2 separate regions of the Mus musculus genome follow, and region 1 is linked to region 2. The links are chromatin contacts, called in public HiChIP or PLAC-seq maps. All regions are on one chromosome and are shown on one strand. Each heading gives the region's core, a stretch centred on a gene start, on an enhancer-like site or on the middle of the called end of the contact. The rest is flanking DNA. Distances are from core to core; before and after follow the strand shown.

Region 1 (4,955 bases), core at 2,158-4,657, 950 kb after region 2:
TTGTAGGCATGCTATGTCTCTAATTATGTGCCCCCTTCCCTTACCTCTAGAGGAGACTATGAAAGCTTGGAGAACTTTGAAGAATCTCTTACTGTTACGGCTTTCTAGCCTGTGGAGACAGTGGTCAGGATAAGTGGACTACCAGAGTGGACACCATGCGGTCCCTTATACTTCCATTGGAGCTCCCTGCTAATCAGAGAAAGCCACTGATGTCACTAATATAGATAATGGCCCTCGGGTGTTTAGCATGTTTCAGGTTTAGTGTTAGACTCATCACCTGTGTTAACTGGTCAAAGTTTACAATGAGGAGGTCAGTATGGAGCAGTGCTCCCTGCAGACGTATGTGGTTACAAATTCTAGAAACCCCCTTAAAATAAAAGAAACAGGTGTAGTTACATCTCATTGTACTTAATTTACCATATTCGAAATATCATTTCTACAATCAGTAAGTGCTAACAAGACATATCACACACACACACACACACACACACACACACACACACACACACACACCATACAAAAGTCTTTGACGTCTTAAATGTGTCTCATATCACACTTTCTTCTTTTGGGAGTTGTTGCATTTAATGGTTGATAAAAGTCCTAAGAGGCAGGGGTGAAAGACTAATTCCATTAATGACTATTTTCACGGCTCATGCGTAGTTCTTGCCACCCCTCTTCACCCCTGAATATTCCGGGTCTGAGAAACCACACACGCAATGCACACAAATCGAAGCTTCTAACACTCACTGTAAGCAGGAAGTGGCCCCATTGTGTTACTACTTGTTTAGAAAATTGAAATTAAAGTTTAAAAGTAAAGGCCTCCAGTCTCAGATCACGACAAAACTTTTGTACACGTATAAACATCTTATAGACAATGCACAAGCGAGGACCACGGCTACTCCCCATTCAAAGGAGACCACATTTCCCACACAGTGCAGGTGGCTCAAAGAGCAATCTGCTTGCTAATTGAGTTCTACCTGGCTGTGCTGCTGTCTTCAGACACATCGCTGTTTCAGATATCAGTTTCAGGAACCTTTCGGTTCCAAATAATAAACAGTTTATTATTTTTCTTTGTTGAATTAGAAACTCAAGCCAAACCCTCTTGTAAGTTTAACACCTCCTAAAGGATGATGGCAAGACTTTAAGGGAAGCCTGGCTGCAGTAGAGCAGAAACCAGGCTGTGTGCAGTCTGCGACATGTGATTGTATCCTCAATATCAGTCAACCAAGATGAAGCTCTCTGTAGTGTGGGGTGGCCAGTGACCACCGGATCAGGCAGTGCAGGGCTGGAAGCCAGGCAAAGCTCAGGGGCAGGCTGCCTGCTCTTGTTATTCTGACAGCTACTAGCTGTGAAGTCTTAGTGTGGTTCCTCCACCCAACCTTTGCCTCCATTTCCCTCTCTGCAGAACGAGGAGACAGGTAGTTTCCTTTCTGAAGAATGCTATTAGGAATGGAATTAATATGTGTAAGAGCTGAGACCAATACCTGCTACAGACTCTGTATTCAGCGCATAGACACTATAGACACAATAAGAAACAGGCTCAGAGGGGTCAAAAAAATCTACCGAAGGTCACTCTGTTAGGAGACCTGGGGCTTCAGCCTGAGCCTATGAGATTATGCATGCAAAATGACTCCTCTAACCGGCCTCACAGCCTTCTGTTTCTAGAACCCTTAAATAGAGGGTTGGTTAATCCGTTCTCAGGGACTGGGGAGAAAACCTAGTTTGCCTGCCAATTTCTCTGATGAACATACTCCCACTAAGGCTGACCTGAAGCTACTAAGTGGTTTAGAAAGCAGCTTTCAAGTTTCTGAAATTCTAACAATGGGCTCTTGGGCATCCTGCATGGTAGGAGCTGACCCAGCACACGATTGCATCTTATGAAGTTAGTTCTCCTGGCTCTGATACTAGCCGGCTTCTGGTGTCATGCTTGCTCATAGAACTTATTTTATAAATCTAAAGGATTGTCCAAAGGACCTTGAGAGAATAGGGCTTCCTTGGATGTTTGCTGATTGGCTCTAAAGCTGGGCAACCTCAGCTCTGATTGGCTCTAAAGCTGGGCAACCTCAGCTCTGATTGGCTCTAAAGCTGGGCAACCTCAGCTCTGATTGGTCTAAAGCTGGGCAACCTCAGCTCTGATTGGCTCTAAAGCTGGGCAACCTCAGCTCTGATTGGCTCTAAAGCTGGGCAACCTCAGCTCTGATTGGCTCTAAAGCTGGGCAACCTCAGCTCTGATTGGCTCTAAAGCTGGGCAACCTCATGTTTTGCGATTTTCCTGCTGTTACTCTTCAGACTCTCTCCTTTCAACTTCCTGTTTATACCTCTTGCCTCCTGATACCCTGACCTAAATGGCAGCCAAAAGGCAAGCGGGTTTGGTGACATGGTCCACGGGAGTCAGACATGCCCAAGGGAATAGACCCATTCAGTCTGTAGGTAAAGTGTTGAATGAATGAGCAAAGGAATGTAGAAAGAAGCCACAGGTTTTGAACAGTGGGAATGCCTGTGTCAGCTTCCAGCCTTCTCTTCTGGCTTGGTACCCAGAATCGCGTCTACTGAATCCTCCCTCCCTGTCTACACAGCCAGCACCTTTGGTCTGGATTCTATTTTAAATCCATAAGTGAGGTAATTTGGTTTGACAACAGAAGCACAGATGGAGTCACAGAGTGCTGGCCTCCAAGGCAGACGACGCATCCATTCATCCCGCTAGGACTGCCATCATCAGTGACTCAGTGATACGTGTAGTCTTGTGTCAGGCCAGGCCAGGCCAGAATGTCCTCCTGCAATGTCCATGTGCGCAGAGTATTCTCTGCCAGGCGCAAGAATCCTTTGGGCAATTCAGCTTCCATGTGTCTGTGAGGCCGGAAGCTCTGCTTGCCAGAGCAGCGTGTCAGTGGAGAAAGGGTTAGGCCCGCTAATGGCGGCACTGACTGAACATGACGGACCGGATCTCTGCCAACTTTGTGGGGTTCACACAGTGCACTTTGGGATCTGTTCCTTATACTCCAAACTGTAAAGAAGAACCGAGGAGAACTCTTGCTTCCATAAAAAATGTGCAAGCTACGGTTCCTTAAAGAACTGTGACTTAGAAAGCAGAAAATATAGCTTAGAAAGCAAATGAAAGTCCCCTGTGTAGTCATGGCTCAGCTTAGATGAGCAGCTATTAAATGTGAGCAAATGTGAAACTGTCATTGTGTTCGTTCACTGAGGTGCTTGTTGTAGTAATTAGCCTACCCAGACTGATAGATTCTGTGTGTGTGTGTCCATCTGTCTGTCTGCGTGTCTGTCTGTCTGTCTTAGATCCTTAGAGGTTAGAGAAGTGGAAGGTGGGGGTTGGTATGGTACCAGAAGGAATATTCTAGAATGGAATGTTGCCTGGAGAGGGTATCTTATTTGCTCACTGGTTACATTGCATAGAAGGAGAAGACGTGGAGCCTTATGGAGGGAGTGGTTAGTATTTTCCTTATCTTCTCCCCTAGAGTCTGGCCTTGAAGGGATTTGAAGGATAGGCATGCACATTTGCTCTGGCTTAGTAAGTAGATGGTCAGCCATGTTCAGGCCCAGTGGGTAGCAGTCTGGGAACAGAAGGGAGCCCAGGGAGGAGTTGGACTCTCCTGCTCCCAGCAGGCTTGGGAGAGGGTGAGTTATGTAAGGAATTTCCTGCTTTGAATCACGATGCCAATAACCACAGCTCAGCAGGTTCGTCTCCTGGCCACTGTCCGTGATTTTCCAAAAACACCTCTGAAAACATTCACATTTGTCCTTAACAGCCCTGGACCAGTTCGTTAGCGAATCTGATTTGGGGTAAGAAACTTACAATGGATTTATTTTCATCCACAATCAAAATGGAAGGGAATCTTCCTTTTCTCCCTTTTGAATTTGGAAACTCTGGGGAGGAATTTTTCCAGTAAGAACAAGAGGTGGGCGGGGGTCGGGAGAGGTCAGAAAAACACTTGAGAGCCCTGGCAGGTATGGGCTGATGTGGGATGGCACTGTCTGGCTGTTTACACAATGTTGTGGCTTTTATGTGCTGAGGATGAGCCCAGCCTAGGGAAAGGACAGTTCCAGACCAGGACTAGCTCTGCCTGCTATTGGGCTGGGAGCCTTGAGTTCAGGGGCTTCCACCAGCTCCTTAGCATCCCAGGGAACCATTTCCTCCCAGACCTTAGTAAAGCCAGGTGGGTGGCATGCCACCTTGAATCCAGAGGTGCACTGGATGGACTGTGGTCCCCAGAAGACATGTGTGGGGTGATGTTTAGGGGAAAATAGTTTCTAAAGCAGGATACAGGGACCTGAGTGCCTTGAGCAAAAGCTCTTTAGCAGCCTCCTCGACATCTCTTTGTTCTCTATTCTTTTCTCCTGAGCCCACAAAAGAGAGATCAGTAGAGAGCAGGGACTAGCTTCCACAGGAGAGGAGTGGAGGAGGAGAAAGATCAAGGGTGAGCCCAGAGGGACTGGGGCAGAACTGGTGCCTCCAGCATCCTGTACAAGGTGTTTTGATTGCAGTCTGCCGACCTCACCTTAGGAGATATATTAGGTATTTTTTCCCCAGCTGTGACCAAATACCCAACAAGAAGCAACTTAAAGAAGGAAGGTCTTGGTTTGGTTTATTATGGCCAGGAAGGCATGATGGCAGGGGGTGTGGCTGGTCACAGGCACTGACAATCAAGAAGCAGAGAGATGAATATTGGCCTCATTAGTTGTTTTCCTTTTTAGATTTATTTATTTATATGTGTGAGTGTTTTCCTGCACTCACGCACACACACAGCACATGCCACGTTAGTGCCTGGTATCCAGGAAGGCCATCAGATCCTTTGGAACTGGAGTTGCAGATGGTTGTGAGCCAGCCTGTGCGTGCTGGGAACCAGACCTGAGCTGTCTGTAAGAACAGCAGGTGCCATTCAACCGCTGAGCCATCTCTCTAGACAACCCTTTGTTTTTATTCAGTTAGGAACCCCAGT
Region 2 (4,956 bases), core at 1,300-3,799:
AAGAAATTCCACAAAGCTTTACATAGGACCCATCAAATTAAAGGTCAATATGAAGTGTTATGTCTAAAATGGCTTGAATCAGAGCCAACCGCTAGGCAACACTTCCTGCACCTGTGTATGAGCTCATTGTGGTTTTAGCCTTTATAACCTGACAGAGAAAGATGTTCAGAGTTGTAACTCAGCCTCCAAACTCTGAACTACAGCCCCAATTGATCATTCTTAGGATATGTGTCCAATAAACCATCCCTGTCTGACTGAGATCGGTGTTCATGTGGTTTATGAGGCGAATCTTGGACTCCAACACTTTGTAATATATATATATGCAATGTATTCTGTAGACTCTCTCTCTCACACACACATACATCAGAAGTTCTACACATACCTTCTCAATCCTCTGTTCCTGGAACTTACTCCTGCACCCCAATCTGGCTCCCACACAAACTTCTGGAAGACAGGGACTGCATTCTAGCATTGAGTGCAGCAAGTGGCACGTGACAGACACGGAAAACAAGAGATAGGGCTTTGCTTATGATCTGAGCCCCTACTCACTAGATGCTCTGGGAAAGCTGAGAGGTGAGAAGCCAGAGAAAAGGCCAGAGAGGCAGAGAAGCATAAAGTAGCCCCTGTCATTGGGACCTACTTGTCATCCAGTATTATGTTGAAGTAACTTGCTTTCTGAAGCCAAACCTGACTTAATAGAATGTCCTAATGAAGTCTGGAAGGAATCCAGGGGCAGGGTTGAGAGGGAGTGGAGAGGAGCAAGTGGCAGCATGGTCAAGTCATTAAATCTGAAAGAAAAGCAAAGAAGAATGAAGAAACTTTTTTATTATTGAAAGAAAAGAGGCTGGAAAGATGGCTCAGTGGGTAAGAGCACTGACTGCTCTCCCAAAGGTCCTGAGTTCAAATCCCAGCAACCACCTGTAATGAGATCTGACACCCTCTTCTGGTATTTCTGAAGACAGCTACAGTGTACTTATGTATAATAATAAATAAATCTTTGGGCCAGAGCGAGCAGGGCTGACCAGAGAGAGCAGAATTGACCAGAGCAAGTAGAGGTCCCAAAAATTAAATTCCAAACAACTACATGAAGGCTCACAACCATCTGTACAGGTACAGTGTACTCACATACATAAAATAAATAAATAAATCTTTGAAAACAAAAAGAAAGAAAAGAAGGGAGGGGAGGAGGGAAGCAGGTGAGGGGGGAGGAGGAGGAGGAGGAGGAGGGGAGGGGGAAGTAGGAATGAGGGAAGAACAGGAGGGTGGGGAGCAAGGGGGAGGGGTGAGGAGGGAGGAGGAGAAGGAGAATTTTAGTAGTAAAAGATCATGTCGAAATGACTAATAGGTAATCTCTACTTCTAGACCAATTTACTCCCATGATCTTACAGCAATTGTGTGAACACAGATGAAATTACACACTCACACAGCCACGCCTGACACAGAGGCTACTATAACCGCACATAATGTTACTCTGTGTTTACTTTTGTGTTAAGGAAGTTGAGATTATGATTCTTTCTTCTTTGGTCCAGCCTCACATTACTGCTTTTCAAATTCATACATTAAAAAGAGTGACTGGCCCAACTTGGGATCCATCTCATGGGAGGGCGCTAAGGTCTGATACTATTGCTGATGCTGTGTTGTCCTTACAGACAGGAGCCTGTATGACTGTCCTCTGAGAGGCCCTACCAGCAGCTGACAGAGACAGAGGCGGATACACCCAACCGTTGGACTGAGGTCTGGGACCCCTATGGTTGAGTTAGGGGAAGGACTGAAGAAGCTGAAGGGAAGAGTGACCCCATAGGAAGACCAGCAGTCTCAGTTTATCCGGATTCCAGGGAGCTCCCAGAGACTGAGCCACCAACTAGGAGCATACACGGGTTGGTCGGAGGCCCCTGGCAAAAATACAGCAGAGGTCTGCTTGGTCTGGCCTCAGTTGGAGAAGATGTGCCTAATCCTTGAGAGGCTTGAAGCCCCAGGGGAGGGGGAGGTCTGCGGGGGCACCCTCTCGGAGGCAAGGGGGAGGAGGAATGGGATGAAAAATTTTGGGAGGGGGGACAAAAGGGGGGACGGGAATGTAAATAAATAATAAAAATTGAAAAAAAATTCTGCAAGGACATCCGTCAATTGATTTCCCACCGATATCTCTTGTTATCAATATTGTAGCTAGTGAAATAGTGGTTTCAGAAATAATTGATGTGGCTAGTCTGACAGTAGTGGGTTATCAGTACTAATCGATATCAGAATGATTGCTATATGCCTCCTTGTTTGCCTTGAATTTTTTTTCCCTAGCTGAAAACTTGTTGGACCCCTAGAGTATGTGCACTCTCGAAGCAATGACCTTCCTTAAATAAACTTATGCATTCATCTTTCACTGCCTGTTATTTTTGTCCACACACCTGTGCGGGCACTGCTGCGGGAGCCTTGCACTCTGCAGCAGGGAAACTTAGTATTCTGCAGTGTTTACTGCTGGTCAACCCTACGAAAAACCGAAATGCACTTCCTGTGCCAGTGCCCGCCCCCAGGCTGTGGCTGCTAGCCAGTAGGAAGAAGAGCCTGTCTCCTCAAGGACACGGAACCAGTTGCCAGACTCCTAATTTAGGCAAAGGCTCCCGTCTGTTCCCTTTGAACCGTTTCTGCAGCAACCATGGCCGCCTTCGTGACGCTCCTTACCGGAGCCAAGATGCCCATTGTGGGCCTGGGCACCTGGAAGGTGAGTGCGCAGTTTTTGGGCAGCTGCTTTTTTCAAGTGGGGACAGGTCTTGGCACGTCTTCCTCTTTGCATAGCATTTGCCTGCCGGGTGGGGGTTGGGGTCGGGTAAGGCTGGAACTCTACAGCCTTGACCCAAGTTGCTTTCAGTTTTTGTGCTGCTTCAGGCCTCAGAGCTGGCGTCTAACTTCCCTAACAAGTGTCGGGATCCCAGCTGTTCCTGGATTTTTACAAAGTACAGCAAACCATCATCTCCAGGCAGTTATTCTCGTCGCAAGCTTTTCCTCAGAATTACTTCACAGTTTACAAGTTTTGGCTGTGTATTTATTTCTGGTTGAATTATTTAGAACGAGAACGCTGAGCTCCAAATGACCCAGCTGCCCTTGCTACCCATGCTGAAGGACCCCATTACCTACTTCAGAGTAGTCTGGGAGCCTGTGAAAGCCCAGTCTCAGACCCCAGCCCAGGCACGTTCACTTTCCAAAGACCCCACTAGTTCCCACATGTTAAAGCCCGAGCAGGATCAGGGTGGCAGAGAGACTGAGCGAGAGTCAGCTCAGGTCCCACCCTGGCTGTGTTCAACTCACCTGGCAAGTTTCTCCGAGGCTCATCTCAATGCTTAGTGAAACGGTTTTGGACCAAGCCAGAAATTACACATCCATCAAAACAATAACTAATCACTTGCAGATCTCCAGGGAATCAACTCACATGGAAAACTTCACAGAGATGAACTTTCAGAATTTCAACAGCAGACGCAGACTGTAAAGGAGTTGGGCTCAGGATGAGTAGCCCGTGCTGCCAGCAGTGCGCGTGCAGGGGGGCGGGGCTTTCAGCCTGGACCTCAGTGCCTCTGAGTGGCTGGAAGCAATTCCTTGTCCCAGTGATGGCGCAGCTGTTGCTGTTTTATGATCTTTTAAAAATTAGATTTATTTTTTATTTAAATTTCAAATGTTATCCCCTTTCCTGGTCCCCCCTCCAGAATCCCCCTATCCCATCCCCCCTCCCCCTGCTTCTTCCCTCACCTACCCACCTACTCCCACCTCCCCACCCTCGAATTCCCCTACACTGGGGCATCAAGCTTTCACAGGACCAAGGGCTTCTCTTTCCATTGATGCCCGACAAGGCCATCCTCTGCTACATATGCGGCTGGAGCCATGAGTCTCTCCATGTGTACTCTTTGGTTGGTGGTTTAGTCCCTGGGAGGTCTAGGGTGTCTGGTTGGTTGATATTGTTGTTCTTCCTATGGGGTTGCAAACTCCTTCAGCTCCTTCACTCCTTTCTCGAACTCCTCCACTGGGGACCCTGTGCTCAGTCCAATGGTTGGCTGCAAGCATCCACCTCTGTATTTGTCAAGCTCTGGCAGAGCCTCCCAGGAAACAGCTATATAAGGCTCCTGTTAGGATCCACATTGGCATCCACAATAGTGTCTGGATTTGGTGTCTGTATGTGGGATGGATTCCTAGGTGGGGTAGTCTCTGGATGGCCTTTCCTTCAGTCTCTGCTCCACATTTTGCCTCCATATTTCCTCCTGTGAGTATTTTGTTCCCCTTTCTAGGAAGTACTGAAGCATCCATACTTTGGTCTTCCTTCTTCTTGAGCTTCATGTGGTCTGTGAATTGTATCTTGGGTATTCCAAGCTTTTGGGTTAATATCCACTTATCAGTGAGTGCATACCATGTGTGTTCTTTTGTGATCAGGTTACCTCATTCAGGATGATATTTTCTAGTTGTATCCATTTGCTTAAGAATTTCATGTAGTCATTGTTATAGCTGAGTAGTACTCCATTGTGTAAATGTACCACATTTTTGTATACATTCTCTGTTGAATGACATCTGGGTTCTTTCCAGCTTCTGGCTATTATAAATAAGGCTGCTATGAACATAGTGGAGCATGTGTCCTTGTTATATGTTGGAACATCTTCTGGCTATATGCCCCAAAGTGGTATAGCTGGGTCCTCAGGTAATACTATGTCCAATTTTCTGAGGAACCACCAGACTGATTTCCAGAGTGGTTGTACCAGCTTGCAATCCCACTAGTAATGGAGGAGTGTTCCTCTTTCTCCACATCCTCGCCAGCATCTGCTGTCACTTGAGTTTTTGATCTTAGCCATTCTGACTGGTGTGAGGTGGAATCTCAGGGTTGTTTTATTTGCATTTCTCTGATGACTAAGGATATTGAACATTTCTTTAGCTGCTTCTCAGCCATTCGAGTTTCCTCAGTTGAGAATTCTTTGTTTAGCTCTGTACCCC

The links. HiChIP or PLAC-seq counts read pairs in DNA pulled down with a chosen protein or histone mark.
Region 1: a contact with region 2 is called in a FOXA1 HiChIP or PLAC-seq map of pancreatic cancer cells. The contact joins the promoter of 1700065J11Rik here to the promoter of Akr1b10 in region 2. A contact is called at or near these places in 2 of 115 datasets of contacts at active chromatin or transcription factors (bone marrow-derived macrophages and pancreatic cancer cells) and 1 of 9 other capture datasets (liver).

What each region holds. Positions count from the first base shown.
Region 1 is chr6:35,327,439-35,332,393 of GRCm38.p6, forward strand. 1700065J11Rik (RIKEN cDNA 1700065J11 gene) reads left to right here and starts at 3,408. Exons shown (of 3, transcript NR_040526.1): 1 at 3,408-3,444.
Region 2 is chr6:34,381,698-34,386,653 of GRCm38.p6, forward strand. Akr1b10 (aldo-keto reductase family 1, member B10 (aldose reductase)) reads left to right here and starts at 2,550. Exons shown (of 10, transcript NM_172398.3): 1 at 2,550-2,710. The coding sequence starts at 2,645.